2 separate regions of the Sus scrofa genome follow, and region 2 is linked to region 1. Evidence: chromatin contacts called from public Hi-C data. All regions are on one chromosome and are shown on one strand. The core of a region is the stretch at or near the end of the contact, and the rest is flanking DNA. Distances in the headings are between cores, read along the strand shown.

Region 1 (5,388 bases), core at 1,711-4,210:
TGTCTGACTTATGTCACTTAGTATGATAGTTTTTATGTCCATCCATGTTGCTGCAAATGCCGTTACTTCTTTCCTTTTAATGGCTGAGTAGTATTCCATCGTGTAAATGTACCACATCTTCTTTATCCACTCCTCTATTGATGGACATTTAGGTTGTTTCCATGTCTTAGCTATTATATCTGCAGTGAACATTGGAGTACATGTATCTTTTCGAGTCATGGTTTTCTCTGGATAGATGTGTTCAAGCCTTTTAATGAAATGTTCTTTTTGCCTTCTGAGCACTTTCTCTCTCATCTCCCATCCTCTCTTCTGCTAGTTCTACTCAGCCCTCGAGTCCAGTGAAAAATCCCTCCTGTCCCTCTGCAGCCTTCCTGTGGTACTTTCCCCAGTGTCAGCCATCTCTCCAGCTTCCAGCATCTATAGCCCTCACACATAATTGTTCTGAAGCACAAGGTTTTCTGCAGGTTCGTTCTGTGTTCTGAGCCAGACTGTGAGCGCCTTGAGGACAGGGGCCAAGAAGGATGGTTCTTAGTGTCTCCACCACCTCTAGTACAGAGCTGGATCCAAGGTAGGTACTCAACAAACACAGGGGCTGGTGCACCTGTAAACTGTGTTCAGCCAGCACTGAGCCCCCAGGGGCTGGAATTTGTGTCTGCAAGCCCAGAGAAGGTAGAAATGCAGTGGCATCATTTTCATCACAGCCCTGTTCACACGACCGTCTTTGTTTTCTTGCCTGGAGGGGCGGGCCAGGGAAACAGGCAAGTGTGCAGAGCCGTTTGGCATCCCAGCAGCTGTACAGAATGCTCACTTGTTCTCCCGCTCATGCGCCAGAATTGCCCCATAGCACAGCTTCCTCCTGCACTGGTGTTAGTCTAGTGGCCTCCATCCTGCTCCTCCTTCTCTAGGAAGTGGCTGAGCCTAGTCCTGTGAACCCCAACAGGATATCTAGTCCCAGAGAGAGAAGATGCCAGAGCTTCCCCTTGTAGGCAGTGACCGATCTCAACTGAGGAGGTGCCATGAAGGTTCCAATTCATGGTGGTGGCTTTCTTTTGGCTGTCTGAGGGTGAGGGAAATGGAAAGATTCATCTGTGGCATCTGAGCCATCAGTCAGGTACTTGGAGTAAAGGATCTGATTCAAGTCCAACTTTGGCTGCCCATATGCTATGCAGCCTTGGACAAGACACTTTCCCTCTCTGGGCCATGCAGCATTTTAGTGTGCATGGAACCTGAATGCAGGTCTCCTTACTCCAGGCCCTTCCTCCCTCTACGACTCCACAGAAACACAACAGGAATTTGGTAACACACCAAGTCACCTTTCGTTTTGCTATTGACCTGTTCCTGTTAGTCCGTAAGGTGCTCTTAGAATTGGGACTTTCTTCAGAGGCCTGCAGTCAGAGATTTACCCTTAAACCATAATTCTCCTACTTCCCGCCTATGTTTTCCTTTAAGCCTCTGCCTTCCTTGGGGCTGCCTGATGGGTCTGTCTTTTGGTACTGCAAAGAAAATCCTTCCAGAAGAGGTGGGCCAAGTGGCACTGCTTTGGTGAAGCAAGTAATGCCTTCCCATGGCTGGGTTTCCTAAAAATTTGTCCTAGGAATAGATTAATGAATGAATGAATGAATGAATGAATTCATTCATTCCATGGGATCACCTTAGTCATCACTCTAAGAGACCAGGCCACTGAAGACCTCTCTGTGGAACTGACGATCTCAGAGCAGCACTCGTCCAGTCTCTCGTCCCGATGAAATGGGTTCTGTCCCCCACTACCACTGCAGCACTTTCCATGTTGATGCGTTCAGTAAGACCATGCTGTGAGAGCTGGTGTGAGAGTAAAGGCCGCAGGACTTGGTTCTGGAGCTGCATGTGCTAGGCAAGTCCTTTCCCCTCACAGGGCATCTCAGTTTCCCCATCTCTAATATTTAAGTACCTTCCAGCACTAGCCTCATGTGACTTTATGATTATGTGAATCATCCTTGCTGGGTCAGAGGCCACCTGCTCAACAGGGCAGGTCACTTGCCAAGTGCTCTGACCCGTGGCACGGTAAAGCCTCCGGTGCCACCAAGACTGCTGCTGCTGAGATTAGCCAGGGACACTTGGCACTGAGGCTGTGCCCAGGGCCTGTTTTAGCAACACAGCTAGTAAATATTGACTCTGTGACACCAAAATGGAAAGCAGAGATGACTGTGTTAACTCACTCGAGGGGTAGAAGCTCATCAAACCCTGATAAGACAAGATGTAGTTATGCAATATGGGGGTGTATCACTGACAAATAAGTTGTTTAGGGCTGGGGAGAGCTGAAAACAGGGCAAGAGAGCCATCACGGGGGATCTGTGATCAGTACCGCTGGCCTGCTTGCTCATTGTTCCTTTTTAAATGAAAAGTTACTTAAGTTCTTGAAGCATCAAGAAGAAAGACTGGAAGGAAATACAACAAAATATTCACTGTGACATTCTCTAGAGATGATGAAATTACCAGCAATTTGATTGTTTTGTATGCTTTTTCCCCTATTTTTCACACTGTCTATAATGATCACATTACTTTTATAATCAGAGAAAGGCCATGTATTAGAAATAAAATCTCCTTCTTTGGAGAGTCTGAAGGACCTTTCAGAATCTTTCAAGAACCTCAGATCTTTGTGTTTTGTCTACTGGACCTTGAACGGTAACAGAGCAATCAAAAAAAAAAAAAAAAAAACAAACAAGAAAAGTCTGTAAGAGAGACACTCCTCTTCAGGATAAATCCTGATCTAAGCATGTTTACTTATTGATTTGTACTCATGAAAGCAGAATGTGGTAGGAAAAAAATTCCAATCACTTGAGATGTTGGGATTTTTTTTCCTAAGTGAACAAACAGTGCTTCGAGTGCTTTCTGTTTGCTAGCCACTCCACAGTGACCAGGCCCAGCCTGGCCCAGAACTGGGCAGATCTGAGAACAGAGCACTCTGGTAAGTGGTTACAGGTGAGCTGAAGCTGGGAGGAGCCAGGTATGGAGGAGGGACTAGGCCTTGGAATTTGGAGGATAGGGATAGGAGTGTCATTGTAATAATGATTATCTCCAATTAAGCACCAACCATATAATAGGAAACTTCCTTATTACCATTTTCTTTTTGTGTTTCTTTTTTAGGGCTGCACCCATGGCACATGGAAGTTCTCAGGCTAGGGGTTGAATCAGAGCTTCAGCCACTGGCCTACTCCATAGTCACAGCAATGCCAGATTCGAGCCTCATCCGTGACCTACACTGTTGCTTGCAGCAACACTGGATCTTTAACCCACCGAGGGAGGCCAGGGATCGAACCTGCATCCTCATGGATACTAGTTGGGTTCTTAACCTGCTGAGCCACAATGGGAACTCTAAACCTTCCTTATTACTAATCTTAACAAAACTTTGCGTGACAGATATTAGCTACCTTTTAAGGATGAGGAAACCAGGGCTGGGAAGTCACCTGTCTCAAGCTTCAGAGCCCAACAGTGGCAGGCTCTGGATTCACATCTGCCTGACTGCAAAGCATTTAACACTAGAGAACAGAAACCTACAAAGGGAGCCTGAGCTAACACACAAGATACATGCAGTCTGATCTGGCCTGAAGGTCTAGGGAGGAAGAGGCAGCCTTAGCTGTAAAACATGGGCAAGTGGCTATAGGTAGGATCCTGGCGTGTCAGCCCTGACCCCAGTGCTGGGTATGTCCACCCTCCTCAGCCCTGGGGGTGACCCAGCAGTGCCAGTGGGGCCCCAAGAACCATGGCACAGGCGAGCCTTCTTGAAGGTTCCTCTGGCCAGCCCAGAGGGCCCTTCATCTTGATCGTGGCTGGTAGGGTGGGGAGGCCATTTGTTGAGGGGTGGAGTTGGAGTCTGGGGCTGCAGCATCAGGGCCTGTGAGGGACGATAAACTGGTCCGTAGACTTGCTTTTACCTGGTTAATTTAGGGCCGCACCTGCAGCACATGGAAGTTCCCAGGCTAGCGATGGAATTGGAGCTACAGCCAACGTCCTACACCACAACCACAGCGATGTGGGATCCAAGCCGCCTCTGGCATCTATGCTGCAGCTTGCAGCAATGCCAGATCCTTAACTCACTCAGGGAGGCCAGGGATCAAACCTGCATCCTCATGAATACTAGTTGCATTCTTAGCCCGCTGATCCACAACAGGGACTCCCATACCTGGTTAATTAAAACAACCATTAAAAGAGTTTCCTGGTACTTTAGCTTTTTAGCTGGAGTAGTAGAGCTCATTTCTGAGTCTGAGGCAGTGATTGGCTCTTGGAGCCCCACAGATCCTGGACTAAGCCCTTGGGACCGGCCAGGAGCCTCACTTCCTCGCCCTCTTCTGCTGAATATCTGTCTACCTGCAAAGTGTAACTGGAGAATGCTTTGTCTGCCCCCTTCACCCGGGAAGGCCTGCCTTCTGAGAACACATGCCTCAAAGGTGGCGTTTATCAGTTAGGGCTGGTTTCTACTTATTTTATTTTCTTAGGAGAAAGGGTGTGTGTTTGAGGGGGAGGGGCTGAATTGTGGTATGTGGTGTTTTTTAAAAACTGTTTTTTTTGGCCTGAGCAACCAAGTTGATTGAAGCCCAGCAGAACCTGTTATAGAAATGTCTTATCTTATAGTTCTCTGAAGCTGTGGCTAGAACATATTTGGTTTTCATGTAGGATTTTAAAATTTGATGGCGAAGCCTTCAGAGTCACCAAAGTTGAAAGGAACAGTGGCATTTGCACTCTCTTTCTGGCCCAGGAGTCCGGGCTTCCCTGGGGTTCACACCAATGTGTCTGTTTTTTGAAATAATAATGAAAATCATACCAATCACCTACATTTGTATAGACCTTTACAGTTTAAAAAGCACCTTCACATACATTCTCTTATTTGATTCTTGTGGCTCCATTTTTAAATAGGTAGCGTCAATGAACCCTGTTTTTTTGTGTGTGTGTATGTGTCTTTTTAGGGCCACACCTGAGGCATATGGAGCTTCCCAGGCTAGGGGTCGAATCAGAACTGTAGCCACTGGCCTACACCACAGCCACAGCAACTCCAGATCTAAGCCATGTCTGCAACCTACAGCACAGCTCACGCCAATGCCGGATCCTTAACCTATTGAACGAGGCCAGGGATAAAACCTGCATCCTCATGGATGCTAGTCAGATTTGTTTCTGCTGAGCCACGATGGGAACTCCATGAACCCTGTTTTATAGAAGAGAAAACAGAGGCTCAGGAGGTTAAGTCACTCAGTCACACAGCTATTAAGAGGCAGCATCAGAAGTTGAGCCAAGGTTTTCTGACTGCAGACCAGGAAAGGCAGGGATGTTTGCACCCAGGTTAAGATGTGGACCTGCTGGGGTTCCCATCATGGCGCAGTGGAAACAAATTGAACTAGGAACCATGAGGTTGTGGGT
Region 2 (5,498 bases), core at 1,800-4,299, 210 kb after region 1:
AGTACTTGGTTTCAGTTCTTTAGGGTATAAATCCAGAAATGGAATTGCTGAATCACATGGTAATTCTCTTTGGAATTGTTTGAGACCCCCTATATTGTTTTCCACAGCCATTGTACTATTTTATACAACTACCAATAGTGCATAAGGCCCTGCATCTTTGCCAACCTATTTATTTTTTGGGGGGCTAATTTTTTTTTTTTCTTTGGCTGCCCCTATGCCATGTACAAGTTCCCAGGCCAGGGATCGAACCCACACCACAGCAGTGACCCAAGCTGCTGCAGTGACACTGCTGGATTCTTAACCTGCTGCCCCATGAGAGAATTCCAGATTTTTTCTTTTTGATAGCTATTCTAATGCGTGTAAGGTGATATATCATTGTAGTTTTGATTTGCATTTCTCTAATGATTAGTGATGTTGACCATCTTTTCATGTGCTGATTGACCATTGTATGTCTTCTAAGGAGAAATGTCTGTTCAAGTTCTTTGGCCATTTTGAATTGGTTTGGTGTGTTTTTGTTTTCATTTTTGCTTTTGAATTTAAGAAGTTCTCTCTATATTTTGGATATTAACCCCTTATCAGGTGTGTGATTTGCAAATATTTTTTCCCATCCTGTGAGTTGCCTTTTTACTGTTGATATTTTCTTTTGATGCGTAAAATTAAAAAAATTTTCGTGATGTCTTCTTTTCATGACATGGTGTCATTTTCATGATGTGTGTGTATATATATACATACATTTGTTATTGCTGTGCCTTTGGTGTCGTGTCTGAGACATCAGTGCTAAATCCAATGTCCTGAAGCTTTTGTTCTGTGTTTTCCTCTAACAGAGTTTTAGGTCTTATATTAAGTCTTTTTGATCCGTTTTGAGTTAATTTTTATACATGGTTTGAGGTAAGGGTCCAACCTCATGCTTTTGCACGTGGCTATCTGGTTTTCTGAGCACCTATTTGTTGAGAAGACTGTCCTTTTCCCACTGAATGTCTTAACACCCTTGTCAAAAATCATTTGACCATATATGTGAGGGTTTATTTCTGGGGCTTTGTATTCTATTCCATTGGTTTCTACGCCAGTACCACATTGTTGATTATTGCAGCTTTGTAGCAGGTTTTGAAATTAGAAAGTGTGAATCCTTCAGCTTTGTTCTTTTTCAAGATTGTTTTGGCCCTTGAGGTCCTATATTAATTTTAGGGTCAGCTTTTCTATTTTTGCCAAAAACTGTCATTGGGATTTTGATAGAGATTGCGTTGAATCTGTAGTTCACTTTGGGTAGTATTGACATCATCCTAACAGTATTAAATCTTCTAATCTATGCACATGGGAAGTGTTTCCATTATTTATGTCTTCTTTAATTTCCTTTTTTTTTTCGGCCACATCCCACTGCATGTGGAAGTTCCTCAGCCAGGGATTGAACCTGCTTCTCAGCAGTGATAGTGCAGGATCCTTAACTGCTAGGCCAGTAGGGAACTTCTTTAATTTTTTTGAGCAGCATTTTTATAGTTTTCATTGTACAAATCTTTCACCTCACTGGTTAATTCCTCAGTATCTTACTCTTTGTGATGCTATTATAAATGGAATTGTTTCCCTAGTTTCCTTTTCAGATTGTTGGTTATAGAAATGCAACTGATTTTTGTTGATTTTATGTCCTGCTGCTTTGTTAAATTCATTTTTTATTTCTAATGGGTTCATTTTGGTTTGTTTCGGCTTGTTTTGTGGATTCTTAAAGGTTTTCTACATGTAAGATATTATCTGCAGTCAGAGACAATCTTTTTTTTTTTTTTTTTTTTTGTCTTTCTGCCATTTCTTGGGCTGCTCCCGTGGCATATGGAGGTTCCCAGGCTAGGGGTCCAATTGGAGCTGTAGCCTCTGGCCTACGCCAGAGCCACAGCAACGTGGGATCCGAGCCGCTTCTGCGACTTACACCACAGCTCATGGCAACGCCAGATCCTTAACACAGTGAGCAAGGCCAGGGATCGAACCCCCAACCGGTTCCTAGTCAGATTCATTAACCACTGAGCCACGACGGGAACTCCCAGAGATAATCTTCTTTCTTTTCAATTTAGATACCTTTTATTTGTTTTTCTTGCCTAATTAATCTGGCTAGAACTTCTAGTACTGTGTTGAATAGAAGTAGCGAAAGTAGACATTCTTGGAGTTCTGTTTTGGCTCAGTGGGTTAAGAACTCGGCTAGTATCCACGAGGATTCAGGTTCTGTCTCTGGCCTCGCTCAGTGGGTTAAGGGTCTGGTGTTGCTGTGAGCTGACAGCTGTAGCTCCAGTTCAGCCCCTAGCATGGAAACTTCCATATGCTGCAGGTGTGGCCCTAAAAAGAAAAATAAAAAGCAAGAGGGTAACATCAAGTTTGTAGAAAGATGGAGGATGAACTGAAGTTGGGGAGAATCTGGTATTAGGGAGTTGAGTAAGGAAGCTAAGCTAGTGGGTCAGTATAGAGAGAATTTTCACTTATATGTACAGTTCTGACTCACTTCCAATTTTAATATGTGGGTTTTTTTCCACATCACTACACAGTTCTTGGATACTGAGTGATTATTCTACAGTTCAACTCAGTTTGACACTGTCTACCTGGAGATAGTGTAAAATCTCTTAGGTTAAAGGTTCAATCCTATATGACCCCATCCCCACCTTTAGACACCAATTGTAAGTTTAGGTTGTCACCTGTGCTTCTGACCAACTAGCTGTAGATTGAAGGTTCCAATGACCCCATCCATGGGTTCACCTAATTTGCTGGAGTGGCTTACAGAACTCAGAGAAATGATTTACTCACTACATTCCTGGTTTATTATAAAAGGATGTAACTCAGGAATAGCCAGATGGAAGAGATGCATAGGATTAGGTGTGGAGAAAGGATGTGGAGCTTCTGTGTCTCCTTGGAGCATGCCAGTCTTCCCAAATCTCCATGTGTTCACCAACCTGAAAGCTCTCTGAACCCAGTCCTTTTTTTGGGTTTTTACGGAGGCCTCATTACATAGACATGATTGATTAAATCACTGATCATTGGTGATAGAGTTCAACCTTCAGCCCTTTTCCCTTCTGCAAGAGGTCAGGGGTTGGGACTGAAAGTTCCAACTCTAATCATGTGGTTGACTCCACTAGCAACCGCCACCCCCTGGGAGATTTGGAGATTATTTCATTTGAATCCCTTATTTTGTAGATGAGCCCTGGGAGGGTAAGTAATTTTATGATAGGTCATTTCTTGATTATTAGTGGTTTTTTGTTTGTTTTGTTTTGTTTTGCTATTGTTTGTTTGTTTTTTGGCTGCACCCATAGAACATGGAATTTCACGGGTCAGGGATCAAACCTGTGCCATAGCAGTGACCCAAGCCAGATCCTTAACCCATTGTGCCACAAGAGAACTCTGATTAGTGTCTCAATTTCCCTATCCCATTCTAGTATTAACTGAATTGTGCTCAACTTCTTTGTAGCTAAGGTAGGAAACTGATAAACTGGATTAAGACATTAAGGTTTGAAAATAATTGAATATAAAGATATAAACTTTGTGAACCTACTGTATACTTTCTTGGAGTTTCAGGGGAAAGGAAAAATTAAATCAGTTATCAGTTATTGCACCTTGTCCCAGCTTGACGGTTGCTGATAACAGGAACTACACTGAAAAGTATTTGATTAAATCATAGGTTTTGCTGTTTTTGAACAATGGTGGGATATCAACAGTGGAGATTCTATAAGTAGTGGATAACTTGGCTTTGAAATGGATGGTCTGAAAACTAGCTTTTAAATAATATTTGAAGAAATTAACTTCATTTTGCATCTTACTGAGGGCTAAAATTAATTTATTCTTGTCTTTCACATTTAGAGATCATCTTGATTATAGCCAGTATGAATGGGGCTTACAGCTTGAAAAATTTAGACATTCTAGTTGATTTTATTATGTGGTTTAGCGCTGAAGGAACCAGAATTTATCATTTGATGAATTGGTTTTCATTCTTTTATTTGCCTACAACATTATATAGTAAAAGGACTAAGCAGAACTTTTCAGAAGTTTAATTGAAAATGTTATTAGTTTGATGCTGTATTTTATTCTTTGAACCTCTCTGCTGATTATAATTATTCTGAAAAACTTCTTTCCCCTTTCTTCGGCAAATCTTGCTGCATTGATGATTCATCTTTCTGTTTTACAAATGCATTGTCAGAATATACCCAGAGGTTTTGTGATGTTTATGTATAACACAAATATGAAATGACAAAGTGTAAGTAAAACTATCCAGTAAACATGTCTTATGTAGCAAGCTGATAGATATATTCTGTGGTATTTGTTCCATAACTTTGCAAATTTCTGTATGACCAAGGAAAGGACAAAGACCTTTAAGCTATGTTACTTAATTTTTGTTTTTAAAAACTTCTATATTATAGTTATAAACATGATAGATAAATCCTTAAAAATTTTTTTAGGATTTTTTTGGTTGTTAAAATGCTGTTTATAAATACAAGACTATTATGAAGATAACTTTTGCATTTCTATATATGTATTCTAAATTAAAACAACAATGGCACATTGATAATCTTTGATTATATTATAATTGAAAACAATATGCCTATACAAACTTTTTTGTTTTTCCTTTTCTTGAAGAATATTTAAGACTCTAGAGAAGTAAAGAGGATAAAAAAAGACTTTCTTCTACTAACATTGTGAGTTAAGCAACTTTTTTTTTTTTTTTTTTTGGTTTTTTTGCCATTTTCTTCGGCCGCTTCCCGAAGAAAATGGCAAATGGAGGTTCCCAGGCTACGCCAGAGCCACAGCAACACGGGATCCAAGCCACGTCTGCAACCTATACCACAGCTCACGGCAACGCCGGATCCTTAACCATGGAGCAAGGCCAGGGATCGAACCTGCCACCTCATGGTTTCGTTAACCACTGAGCCACGACGGGAACTCCCATAAGCAACCATTGTTGAGGGAAACTGTGTTTGCTATGAAGTCAGCTAGCTCTCCTAATTTCAGGAAGGAACTCCTGATTATTTTTTCATTAGCACTCACTCTTATCCATGGGAAGAAAGCTCTCCCTACAGAGGCAAAGCCGGAATAATTTACGCCTCCTGGACATTCTTGCCTGAGATCATCATAGATGTTTAGGGGGACAAACCAGTGAGAGGCTGCTATTTGGTTATGTAGGGACAGTGAATAGGGCAGTGAAGACAAGAAGGGCACGCTGTCCTTGTATTCTCAGTTATCAAGTCAACAGGGTCTCCAAGCATGAAGATCATTCCCCAAACTTATACATATGAAGGTGTAACTGGGGATATACATAAGGCACCTGCAGAAGTGGTAGTATCTGTGGATTCATTCAATGACATAGAGATGTTAGTATTACTCAGTGAAGGTTCAGACATTGTGTTGTTACACACTGAGAGTTTACCTAGATAGATAGATACGTCAACAAGTTTACAAATGATTGGACTTGGATTGGCAACTCTGCAGAACTTTTCATTCAGGTATTCAAAATATCTTGTTTTCCCATCCCAGGGCTG

What was found. Hi-C and Micro-C count contacts between places; a contact is called where the count stands out from the background.
Region 2: a contact with region 1 is called in a Hi-C map of liver, with 5 times the contacts expected there. The contact joins two enhancer-like sites. A contact is called at or near these places in 2 of 47 Hi-C or Micro-C datasets (embryonic fibroblasts and liver).

The regions. Positions count from the first base shown.
Region 1 is chr1:108,020,996-108,026,383 of Sscrofa11.1, forward strand. All of the region lies in intron 2 of DAPK2 (death-associated protein kinase 2), which reads left to right. Among named protein-coding and RNA genes, the nearest start is that of DAPK2, 26 kb to the left of the region's middle. Within about 2 kb of position 2,961, at least 9 of the 83 cell types and tissues checked have an H3K27ac peak or open chromatin away from gene starts, as enhancers often do. A contact at or near this core is called in liver, where this site is marked.
Region 2 is chr1:108,232,507-108,238,004 of Sscrofa11.1, forward strand. All of the region lies in intron 1 of HERC1 (probable E3 ubiquitin-protein ligase HERC1), which reads left to right. Among named protein-coding and RNA genes, the nearest start is that of HERC1, 29 kb to the left of the region's middle. Within about 2 kb of position 3,050, at least 1 of the 83 cell types and tissues checked has an H3K27ac peak or open chromatin away from gene starts, as enhancers often do. A contact at or near this core is called in liver, where this site is marked.